Regions from separate parts of the Rattus norvegicus genome. Here region 1 is linked to region 2. The links are chromatin contacts, called in public Hi-C maps. All regions are on one chromosome and are shown on one strand. The core of a region is the stretch at or near the end of the contact, and the rest is flanking DNA. Distances in the headings are between cores, read along the strand shown.

Region 1 (5,820 bases), core at 1,282-3,781, 130 kb after region 2:
AGGCAGTGGGCATTTCTGGCTTTAATTCTGAGGGGTCTTCCTAGTCATTCTTTAAGAACTGAATTTCAGTACCAGTTACAGCTGAGCGGCTTTCCTCTTCAAAAGCAATCTTCCTGAGCCAGAACCTCTGCTAGGGGTTTCCGACCTATTTTTTAACTTCAGTGCCCTTGAAGTCATGACTTTCCTAGCATATGAGAATGGTCTGACAGAAATTGCTGCTTGGGGTGAGGGGCAGAGAAATCAGAATCTCAACAACAGCTCATTCTCCTTGGGAAAGGATGTGATTCTAGAGTATCCTGCATGGATGGCTATAGCTCTAGGCTAGAATTGCGGCCTCAGGTTAGGGAGACAATGTGGGGAACACTTTCTGCTGGCAGCTCTGCTCTTTGCATCCAGGAAGAAAGCTTAATGACTTACTCAAGGACAACACCAATTGGTATTTTCTCTCATTCTAGTTCCCCACTTGAAGTAAAGCCACCTCCCCAGAGCTTCCTAAACACTCGTCCTTCTTCTTTCTCAGAATAGCAGAATAGAGAAGTTGGGCACAATGGCCAGCTGACTGAGGAGAGTAGCTGGCACAGAGCAGCCCACAGGCAGCTAGCTCTAAGGCAGATTGGATGTGAAGAAGGCTTCACACCCCACAGGACTTGCCAGAACCAAGTGCTAGAGGAGTCACCTACACAAGTTAGCAGAATGAATGTCTATTCTCCCAATTACAGCCTAGAGAGTGTTTCTTAAGCTATAGAGATGCCATCTGATGATGCTCTTTGGTTCCCTGACTCCACTGGCAGCCCACCTAGAGCAGCCACCTATCCAAAAGTGGTGTCTGTAAACCAGTTCACATCTGCTGAGAGCACATTGTTAGGTTGGAGACCTTTGTACTCTTTGGTCAACACCAACATGTTGAGGAAAATCTAAGAACTCACAGCATTCACAGAGAACTAGAAGAGAATCTAAGAACTTCTGACAGTTTCAGAGAACTTCATAATTTTCAAAGATTATCATTCAGGTACTGTTCAGCTTATACTTTGAACCTGTGATCTTTGAGCCTAAGTGTAACCTTATTGCTCAGAACCATGATGTCTGTTTATTTTGCCGATCACTTCCGTAGCTATTTTGATGTAATCATTTTGTAGGGGGGCAGGTGGAAAACAAGCTGGGCAGGTTGGGGTAAGAGTTAATGGAGGAAGCAAAGTTAGTATTTTAGCAAACTGTTCTTTTTGTGGTCCATAAGTTATCCAGTGACTCCATGTAGAAACAGAAATATTAAAACCCAAATCCCAACTGGGAGTGGTGTAGTAGTTCTAGCTACTCAGAAGGCTACATCAGGAGAATTACCTGAGTTCAGGGAGTTTGGGACAGGATATTTATTCCAAGATCCACCTCTTGAAAAAAAGCCTGTGTGCAAGAATCTGAGAGGCAGTCAGTCTTCTGCTGCCTACAAAGCACTCTGCCCAACCCTTTGTTTCTTTGTATCAGGCAGTGAGGGTGCCCAGGAAATGAATGCCTGCGTCTTTGGAGTGTGGCTGAAATTTACCCTGAGACTCCTGATCATACCATGATGTTTCTGGACCAGCGGCAGAGGCTGGTCTAGCTAGGGGTCTAATCATGGCAATAATAGGTTTAAGACTATGTGATTTATAGTAGGAGATAAATGGGGATAGTAACAGAATTCTGATAGGAAAGATGTCTCCATCCTTATATTCTGAGTACTTTGTTTTTCTAGGTACTTTAAAAATAAACCATTTTACTTATCACTTCTGTTCTCTTGTAAAATAGGTTTTTGGGTTTGTATGGTGTGAACTGAAATGTTTGCCTCCTTAGTTCAAGAACTGATTGGTCTGTTTGTTTTTATTCAGGTACTCACCACACAGGCTAAGAACAGTAGTGGACTTACTGGTGTGGAAGTTGTTAATAAATTAATTCTTTGGGTAATTTCACTCTGAGCCTGTATCATATTCCTGGCATCTCATATGCAAAGGCACTTTAAAAGTTGCTTCTTTTTGTATTATCAGAGTTCATTTTAAAAAACAGACAGGCAAAAAAGGGAGGAAAATTTCCACCAAGCCTCACCCACTGATAGGCTCCTCCCAGTGAAGTACCACACTTGCTCTGTCTCTGTCTCACTCTGAGTTGAGTCTCAGCACATCATTTTCATGAACGTCGGTGTGGAACACCTTGTCATGCCATCTGGCTGCATCCTAAGCTCTGTGGGCCTCACTGTGGTCTGGCAGCCTGTCTAGGCAGCCTAGCCTTTTGGCATTGGATGGCTTCTGGTGCCAGCAGTGTAAGCAGTGCTTCCGTGACATGCTTGAAAACCCCGTGTCCTTGCTTGAATGCTGGCTTTCCATACTTTGATAAAGTTCCTTAGGAGTGTCATGTGCTGTCTCTAGCATAGGCTCTTCCTCTGGGTTTCTGGGTCAGTTCAAGCCGGATGATTTCAACAGCAGCTCTCTTCTACACTATAAGAAACTCAAGTTTCTTTTCTCTAAAAGAAACTCAAACTGACTCACAGCTCACCAGGATCTTTTAAAAATGTGTGGTATGAAGTGTAAAAACACGACAGTGAACCCACAGTACCTCCTCAGAGAATTCTAGGTTACGGATCCAGTCAGCAGCAGTTTTGACAGCATGAGTCTGCTCTACACCTTTGATTACTGTCCAGAAACTCAGTGAAAGCAATAATTAGGCAATACCCAGGCTGTGACCAAGAGGGTCAGCCAGGAGTTTAAACAAAAATATTAGTTACACAGATGCTGTTCCTGTATTCACCCAGGAGCCTTTGAGCCCCCACTACATGTTGGTGAACAAGAAGGAGAGCAGCCCTGTTCACTGTATGTACCTCTGGGTAGGTGTGTATGACAGACGAAGGGAAGGCTCAGTAATAACAGTAATTTACATAGTGTCTTAGAAAAAGATACGTGTTTGGGGAACCTCATAGAAGTATAAAAGAAATGGGATATTTTAGATATAAGAGAGAATATTTTGGTCTCTCTGACATGCTAATGTTTGGGCCAAAACTTCCAAAAGAAGATAGCAAAGCAAGATGCCCCCTATGACAGGCCAGGCAAGATGTACTGGAGGAAGGGCCCTGAAGCAGAGGTATACCCTAGTTCAGGACTGTGTTTGCAAGTGCAAACCTACACTGTGTTTAGCCCCGTTTTTCACTTTATTTACCTTTTCTAACACAGTCTTTAAGTCTGTGGTGCGGGGCTAAGTCCTAGAAAATATATCATTTTCCTGCAATGAGAAGTGCACAGTGTACCCTGCATATCCTTACACTTGAGAGTAAATGAACACAGTGACTTGGTCCCAGTAGGAGCAGAATGCTTTGATAAACGCTAGGCCCATGTTTAATCTTATTAATGGAACTCAACTGTATGTGAGAAGACAAATCCAGTAGGTCAAAGAGACGCTAGAAATCATCCACAGGTGCACGAGGGTTAGTCTGACTTCTCACCTGAGTGGAGGACAGGCTCAGGTGATTCAGGAGCTTGGTACCTGCCTGGTTTGAGCTGCTGTGGCATCACCTAGAACAGGTGACAGGGTTCTCAGACTGTGGGGTCTTTTCTTCAGGTTTCTCTCAGGGCCTCAGTGTTGCTGTCCAAGGCTTATGTGATGAGTGCATTTCAAATCATCCTCAGTTGTGAGATAATTTCCTCTCTCCTTTCATTGAAGTTATCATTGATCTTCTACTTGTTAATGTGAGATGTGCACCCACAATTAGACACTGGATGACTTACTGAACTTAGCGTCCTTAAAGGAAAGGGTAGTGTCATCATAAGAATCAGATGGTGGCTGGGAAAGTGTTCCTGGCTTGGAATTCTAATACCAGCCACAAAGTAGAGCCTGCACCAGTCAGGTGAGAGCTTTCAGATCTGCTCACGTGTGATTATTGACTCAACACAGCTTCATACCAAGGTGCACTCTATCATACTTTTCCATTGTTTTAAATTAACAAAATTTCATTTGTAAAAATATCATTTGTAAAAATAATTTCGTCCTCTCTAAAAATATGTATAAGACATTGAGCTGTCTTCCGGAGAGCATTTATTGAAGCTGGACTTTGCCTGTTTAGAAGGTTAAGAAGGTCTGAGCAGATGTTGTTGACATGTCCAGTAAGAACAGTCCAGCATGTGCTAGGCACAATTTCAGAATGACTGAATGCAGAGGAAAGGTGTGTATTTTAGAAACATGATGGAAGCTATCATCTTCCCAGGACTTTCCAGATAGTCTTGGTTTACCATCAGTTTTCACACTCATTAATTTTCTTCCTCATTAATGAAAATCTATCTTAAATTTGTTACAACCTTAAAAATTAAAATACCTGTCTCAAATTTTAAGCTTAGTAGGCCTGAGCAATTTTTCCTCTACAAATGTGTGTGAAGTGTGCATGGTGTGTGTGGGGGTGGTGCTACAGCATTCAGGTGGGGGTCAGAGGACAGCTTTGGAGTCAGAGTTGATAGCGAGCGCTGTTACCTGCTAAGTTAAGTCACCAGCCCAGTTTTAAAATACAGCATTTCTAAAAGAGTGCTGAAGCAAGCTGCAGAATCAGTATCAGCCTCTGTCCCCATGGGTACACAGGCTGCTGGACAGAGACAGGACATAGAGGTCTGTTGGAAGGAGTGTCGGAAATTAAGCTTTGGCAGAGAGTAGACTAAAAATGCATTGGGTATATACTTCAGATGGCAGACTCTGGACTTTTGGGCAGTGAATAATTCTAGTAACAAAGGAAAATGGGCATCGCAGATGGGCTTGTGCCTTTTTGTTTCTTGTTGGCAGTTTCCCTATTGAGCTCTGGCAAGTCCAGAACTCACTATTTAGACCAAGCTAGACTCAGATTTGTGGTGATCCACCTGCTTCTGACTTCTAAGAACTGGGATTATAAGAATTACCACCACACCCGACTGATGCTATGTTGTTTGTTGTGAGATTTAATTAAGCTCATTTTTTTTTACCTTCCTGTCAGTAAAAGTGGGTTATTTCTAATAACTAAGGCCAATAAGAGATTAGAGTAACCAATCATATTCTTACTACGTTGGGTTTTAAGTGTAGAACAGGATCCTAATAGTTTTTATGTGAAAATTATTAAAGTATTATATAATTTTCTCACACCTTCTAAAATGATAGTTTGGGAAAAGGCAAACATAGATTACTCATTTATCTTTTTTCTTACTTGGCCAATCCCCTAATTTGGAAGTTATGCAGCAGTCACATAAGTGTGAATATGTTAACCTGCCAGCTGACAGTTCTACCCCAGTGTTCAGTGTCCAGTAAAAAAGAACTGATTGGCTTTCCCTGCTCTTCCCACCATGTAGGATGCTAACAAGGCTCTTTCTGAAACCACTGTGAAGTTCATGAGAACCCAGTAGTAAGCACCACACTGTCAGTCTCTGCAGTATGCAGCAAGGAATATAAAATACTTGTACAAGAGCATAGGCTATGACCCATTCTTTAGAGAGCCGGCTAGTGCAACAAGTCCTAGAAGCCTGAGAGCTCTGGAAATGGTGCTGAGCGATTGCAGCTACCTACTTGTCATGGAACTTGCATTCCATTGTTTGGAATGCTAGTTTTGATCACCGGCCATCTCATCTGCTTCCAAGTATGACCTCTTTGGCTCCCATGTAAAAAAGTTAATCTAGCTGAAAGGATTTATTACATTTAATATATTGTGAAAAAACTCTATTTTAATTGATTTTTCCCCCTCAGTTACTCTGTATGGAGAATTTTGACCTTTTAAGGTTCGATTTTGTGATTAAGAGGGAGTGGACATCAGGTAGAGAATATGGCTGTAATAGCGCACACGCTCACTGCTTTCCA
Region 2 (5,854 bases), core at 2,977-5,476:
ATGGTGCTGGCAATTCGGCACAGAGGGGCTCTTTTCCAGGTGACCTCGGATCGGCAGTGTGCCAGACTTGTTTCCAATTGGCCTTTTAGGCTCCCCATGCATTCCTTACCCATGCTCCCTGGTTGATTTTAAGGGCACCTGGGATTACTCAACTGAGTTGTGCTAGCAATTCCTTCTTGATAACATTGGGTGAGTATTACATAACACTTTTCATTTTGCATTGTTTATTTTCTTAGGCACGTGGGCTGTTGATTTTGTATTATTCTCTTCTTTGTGTGGATTGTCTATCCAAACAGATTAAAAAGTCTTTAGGAGTTCTGCGTGGCCCTAGCACCTGGCACAATACACTGTCTGAAAAGCAGTCTGCAAGTCTGCAAGTGTCTTTGCCAGTGACGTAGGTGGCGGCATGCTTGTACTTATTCAACATCTAAAGAATATATGTCCTAAGGCTGGAAGGATGGCTCAGAGATTAAGAGCACCGCTTGCTTTTGCAGAGGACACTCCTGGGCTCAATTCCCAGCACCCATATGATGGCTCACAACCATCTTTAAGTTGAGTTCCAGGGAATCTGATGCCCCTTTCTGGTCTCTACAAGCACTAGGCACACACAGGGTGCACAGACATAAAAGCAGGTAAAACACCCATGCACATGAAATAAATAAGAATCGATTAAAAATACTGTATATTCTAGGCTGTATATGGCGGTGAATTCTATTAAGCACACTAGAAGTAGATGGATCTCTGTGAATTCAAAGCTAGCCTGGTCTACATAGCAAGTTCCAGGACAACCAGGGACCAATTCCAGTCTCAGCAGGGGCAGGGAAGTCCTTGTTCTCAGATAGACAGAAACACACACACACACACACACACACACACACACACACACACACACGCACACGCACCGCACACCATGCAGTTTTTGAAGCAGCCATGCTAAGTGACTAGGGACAAAGGCACTGTAAGCAGCCGGCTCTCTGGGTTCCACTTCAGGCTCTCCTTTTCCTCTTGGGACTCTAGAATCCCTCTCTGAGGCTTCAATATACTTTTACTGCCTTTTCTTCTTCTCCAGTCTCTAAAGGCTGGGCAATAAATTGGGGTGTGTGGGGTGGGTAGGCTTCTTAACTGGGACACCGCAAGGGAGATAACAGTCGGCTTTCTCTGAAGTTCAGAGCTTGTAGGATTTTGTGGTTTTTGCCTTTTCAGCCTTACGGTAATTGGCCTCGAGTTCTCAGAATGGCTTATCAACCCACAGCCTGTCTCCTGTGATTTTGATTTGGAATTGTTATTTTAAAGTGGTGTACATACACATTGATGATAGATGTTTTCTTTGTCCCATTCTTCCTTTTTTTCTTCCCTCCCCCTTTTCCTTTCTTCCTCATAGGGTAGCTCTGGGTATTTCAGATCTAAGCCTATAGGTTCTTTAGGGTACACTGAAATGCTTCTTTCCGACTCTCCCAAACAGGACTATTGATTACCTTTACCCCAACTTTCATACAAATCAACTCCAGTGTTTTCTTCTGTATCGCCATGCCCTAAGACTACATGCCTGTAGAGTTCAAGGAAGTGCTGTAGGTGCCTGGGTTCTCTCTGCATCTTAACTGGATTGCAGCACTTAATCCATGCTTGTTGGTTTAATGAACTGGAACTTTGTAAGATGAGCCCTGTTTAGTTGCATAATTTAGAGTCGATTCTTCTAGAATACACGCAACACCCTTGTTAGTTTCTGTGTGGACTCCATTTGTTTGATATAGGTTATAGGGGCACTTGCTTAGCAAATGTTTTCCAGATCCATCCAAGGCTCATGCTTGGAATTTCATCTTCCTGTTTCCTTCTTGATGTTCCTATATATTTTATCCTGTGTGTTGCTGCTGTTCCTAACTTCCTGATTTCTTTCCAACGATTCTCCAACTGAGTGGTTTTTGTTTTGTTTTTTTTTAACCAATTTAAATATCTGTGCCGGGGCTGTCCCTGAGGTTGAGACACAAGTGACAAAACAGAGGTCAGTTAAGCAAAAATATATTATTGACACCATAATGGCACAGTTTGTCTCAGGGGCTCCTTAGGAAACCAGACATGAAATGTTGATCGCTTTGTTTTCCAGTGTGTTGTGTCCCTCTAGTACACACTGGAAAACACACACACACACACACACACACACCACCACCACCACCACCACCACCACCACCAACACCATCACCACCACCACACAAAATGGGGGCACAGGGCATACTACTTGTGATTCTCCCCCAAGCTATTTTACATTTCTGCCTATTGACTTTGACTCTTTAGTGTTTAAGCATTTATTTTCACAGCAAGTCCTACCAGCTCTGATGGTATTCATAGAAAAGGGGTGAGAGGTTCATCTTCTTTGCTGTCTTGGCAAGACATCTTATTAAAAAGGAGAGTATAACATACAGACTTCAAGTCCACAACTCCATCTGAGTCCTGACATAGAGGATGGGTGTGTGTGTATGTGTGTGTGTGTGTGTGTGCGCGCGCGCGCGGGCGCGCGGTGCATCAAAGAAGTAGAGAATAAGGCAAAGCAGAGGGGAGACCTTGGAGTCTAAGACTTGTTTCACTCCTAATTTGTAGCAATGATTATGACCTTACATTGCAGCCTAGATCAATAGGGGCAGTTCATGGAAAGCACAACATGGGGAGGGCTCCACTTCTACCTGCAAAGGCAGGGAGAATAGTATGAATCTCCCCCTTGATGTTTAAGACACATTGAATCGAATGAACATTTTTTCCCCCCAAATAACCTTGAGTGATCAAGACTTTTTCTATTTATTAGTAAACCATCTCAAATTAGAAGTGTAAAAACCAAGTAGAATTTTGCTCCAATGGTACTAGTTTCTCCACTTTTTCCTATTTTATTCTCTCCCCTCCCCCTTTTCTTTGATACAATGTTTCATACTGCTCAGGAAGCAATTCTCCTGCCTCAGCCTGTCGAGTGTGGAGTTTATGACACACCATATCCGTCTCTTTCATTTCATTCTGTACTATTTGGAGATCTCCCAGAAATCATCCTTAACTGTCACGGTGTAGAAGGGTCAAGCTCATAATATCAGACTTTTTAACATAGTGTGCTGGTAGGGAAACAGAAATCACCTTAGTGACCGGAAAAGTTGGAACAGATCAGGAGGCTCTTGGAAACTTGGGTTTTTCTCTTCAGGATTCAGATTCCTATCTGGAGATACTGAGGACAGTTCCGTCCACAGATCTCTTGGTAACCCCCAGCGAGCCGGTGACAATCCTTTCTCTTTCCTAGTAAAGAGTATCCCATTTTCTAAGACAGATCTGGAGTCAGAGGCCACTTGAGGCAGTTTTTCCGGAATGGCGTTTTAGAAATAGGAAAGGGCAGCAGGGCTGTAGAGAGGCCTGGGGTGCAGCGCGTGGGCACCCATCAGGGCTCCCGCCGCGCCAGCGGCCGGAGGGCAGGCCGAGGACGCCATATTCTCGCCGACCACGCCCCGGCGGCCCGCGGCAGCCAAAGGACTGTGTTCGCCGGCCGGCCGGCCCCGCTTGAGCGGCCGTGACCGCTGCTCCCGGGCTCGCGCAGAGGGAAGCGGCGGGCGAGCCAGGCCGGCAGTCGGGGGCGGGGCGAGGAGAGCGCGAGCTGTCCAGGAGGGGCCTCGGCCCCGCCCCTTGCGCTGCGCCCGCCCCCTGCGCCCGCCCTCCTCCCGCCGCCGCCTCCCTCCCGGATCTGTGCTCCAGTTCAGAGAAAGGAGAAAATGTGTGTGTGTGGCGAGGGGGAGGGCGAGCACTGAGCAGCCGCGGCGCGCCTGGCAATCGGGCCGGGTGGGCGTCCGGCGGAGGCGGGGGCGGAGGCGGGGAGCGCGCGGCGGCCGGCTGCCCGGTTTGCGCGCGAGCCGAGTGGGCGCGGGCAGGCCGAGGGCGCCCGGAGCCGAGTCAGGCGGCGGCGAGGAGCGGGCGCGCCGGGCGCGCGGAGCCGTCGGCGGTCGCTCGCTGCTGGGCCGCCTCGGTGGATGAGCTCGGGCCGCTGGGCGCACAGCTTAGGGCAGCATCGGCAGCGGCGCCTGGAGGGCCGCGCGCTCTCCAAGAAGGCGGCGTGTGAGCGCGGCCGGGCGCGGCGGCCTTTCCTCGCGCGTCCCAGGCCCCCGGCCCCGCTCGTCCCCGGCCCGCCTGGGCTACGGGCCCGGCCGCCGTCCTCACCGCGGCTCCCTGAGCTCGTCCCTGACGCGCGCCCGGGCGGCGGGACTCCGCGGCCGCCGCTGCCTCGGGGGAGCGAGGGCGGAGGGCGTGTGTGCGCGCGTGTGAGCAGGGCGCCGGCGGGGCTGCAGCGAGGCACTTCGGAAGAATGACTCTGGAGTCCATCATGGCGTGCTGCCTGAGCGAGGAGGCCAAGGAAGCCCGGAGGATCAACGACGAGATCGAGCGGCAGCTGCGCAGGGACAAGCGCGACGCCCGCCGGGAGCTCAAGCTGCTGCTGCTGGGTGAGTGCGGCCCTTGGGCCCTGGTGCCCCCCGCCCCGGCTCGCCGCTGCCCTCCCCGCGCGCGTTCCCGGTCGGCACCCGCACCCGCGCGCGCGCACACAGGGGCCGAGGGCCGGGGCTCCGGAGCTGCGGTGTGCGCCTTCGGTGTCAGCTAGGGCCGTGCTCTGTGCGCCGCGTCTGCGGGACGGCTGAGCGTCCGCGCGAGCGGCGCGGGTGGGCGATGGCGTGCAGTGCGGTGGCAGGCCAGCGTCCATTGTGGCGCGTTGTAGGGTGGAGAGGGAAGGGTGGAAACGGGGAGCAGACTAGGGTCTGGATTCAGCTAGGAAAGGTGCTGAGGAAGCCTTGGCTGGCGCTCCAAAGAAACCCGGGTTAACGTACTGGGCAGGGGCGGGGCGGGAAGACTAGCCCAAATGTGCTCCACTGTAGCCACCAGGCCACTGACAGGAGTGACCCCAGAGAGTTGCATGGGCAGTGGATGGTGACAGGCGTCTCTTCTGCACCATTCCTTCTGGATAAAGATGAAGGATCCGGGAGTGTTGTACTGTGTGGTTGTTGACAGCAGACGGCTATCTTTTGTTTAATGAGGCGACCCAGATGTATGCCTGAATTCACAGCAGTTTCTACTGGAAACCAGCACAGCCTCTCAGTTACTCTCCTGGAAACAAACAGAAACCTTTTGTTTAAAACGGACATTTTAGTATCTTGCCATCTGGGCTCCAAGAAAAACGGGAAGAGTTCGAGAAAATTTCCCTCAGATCTCTTTTTTTTTTTTTTTCTAAATGACAATCCAACATTCTGCTTTAACACGAAATTAAGAAGAAAATGCTATTTTCAAATAGGAATTATATTGATTATTATCTCTGAGAGGATGTTTGGAATCAAGCGATCAGGGTTCATGTACAAGCTAGCATGACATAACTATTGCTACTGTGGTAGGAAGCATGAACTGCTTTGCAGGAACAGGCCTGAAAAATGTCTGCACTTGTGTTTATTTGTATGAGTAAAAATAACGCTTCTCAAACATTTCTGTAAGAAGAGGATATTGCTTCGTTGGTTGGGATTTGAGAAGTCCCCCCTCCCCTCTTTCTTTTCTATCTGGAGCAGTCCATCTGCTGGCTCCAGGAACCCATTACCTTGGGGACCGAACTGCTTATGTACTGGATCACTTATAGTCAGGAGCAAAATATCACAATCACAAATGGCTACCAATGCTATTTCCTTCCCCAGCGTAGGTTTTTTTTTTATTGAAATCCAGTTAGGTAAATGTGCACATATAAAGTGTTCATACAGTACAGAAGGCAAGGAGCTGAATAAAAAGGTGGGTTTTAGGGGAATAAGGCAAGGGGAGTGGGGAAATTGGGTAAGTCTACCACCCTCATCATTTCTGTTTCTTCTCA

Evidence for each region. A called contact is a pair of places that touch in the nucleus more often than the background predicts.
Region 1: a contact with region 2 is called in a Hi-C map of the A7r5 cell line, with 1.9 times the contacts expected there. The contact joins the enhancer-like site here to the promoter of Gnaq in region 2. A contact is called at or near these places in 3 of 12 Hi-C or Micro-C datasets (the A7r5 cell line, Schwann cells and kidney).

What each region holds. Positions count from the first base shown.
Region 1 is chr1:222,977,435-222,983,254 of GRCr8, forward strand. All of the region lies in intron 2 of Gnaq (G protein subunit alpha q), which reads left to right. It overlaps LOC134485208 (a long non-coding RNA gene), which reads left to right. Exons shown (of 2, transcript XR_010063205.1): 1 at 1-5,820. Among named protein-coding and RNA genes, the nearest start is that of Gnaq, 130 kb to the left of the region's middle. Within about 2 kb of position 2,532, at least 26 of the 93 cell types and tissues checked have an H3K27ac peak or open chromatin away from gene starts, as enhancers often do. A contact at or near this core is called in the A7r5 cell line, where this site is marked.
Region 2 is chr1:222,848,227-222,854,080 of GRCr8, forward strand. Gnaq (G protein subunit alpha q) reads left to right here and starts at 4,227. Exons shown (of 7, transcript NM_031036.3): 1 at 4,227-4,457. The coding sequence starts at 4,322.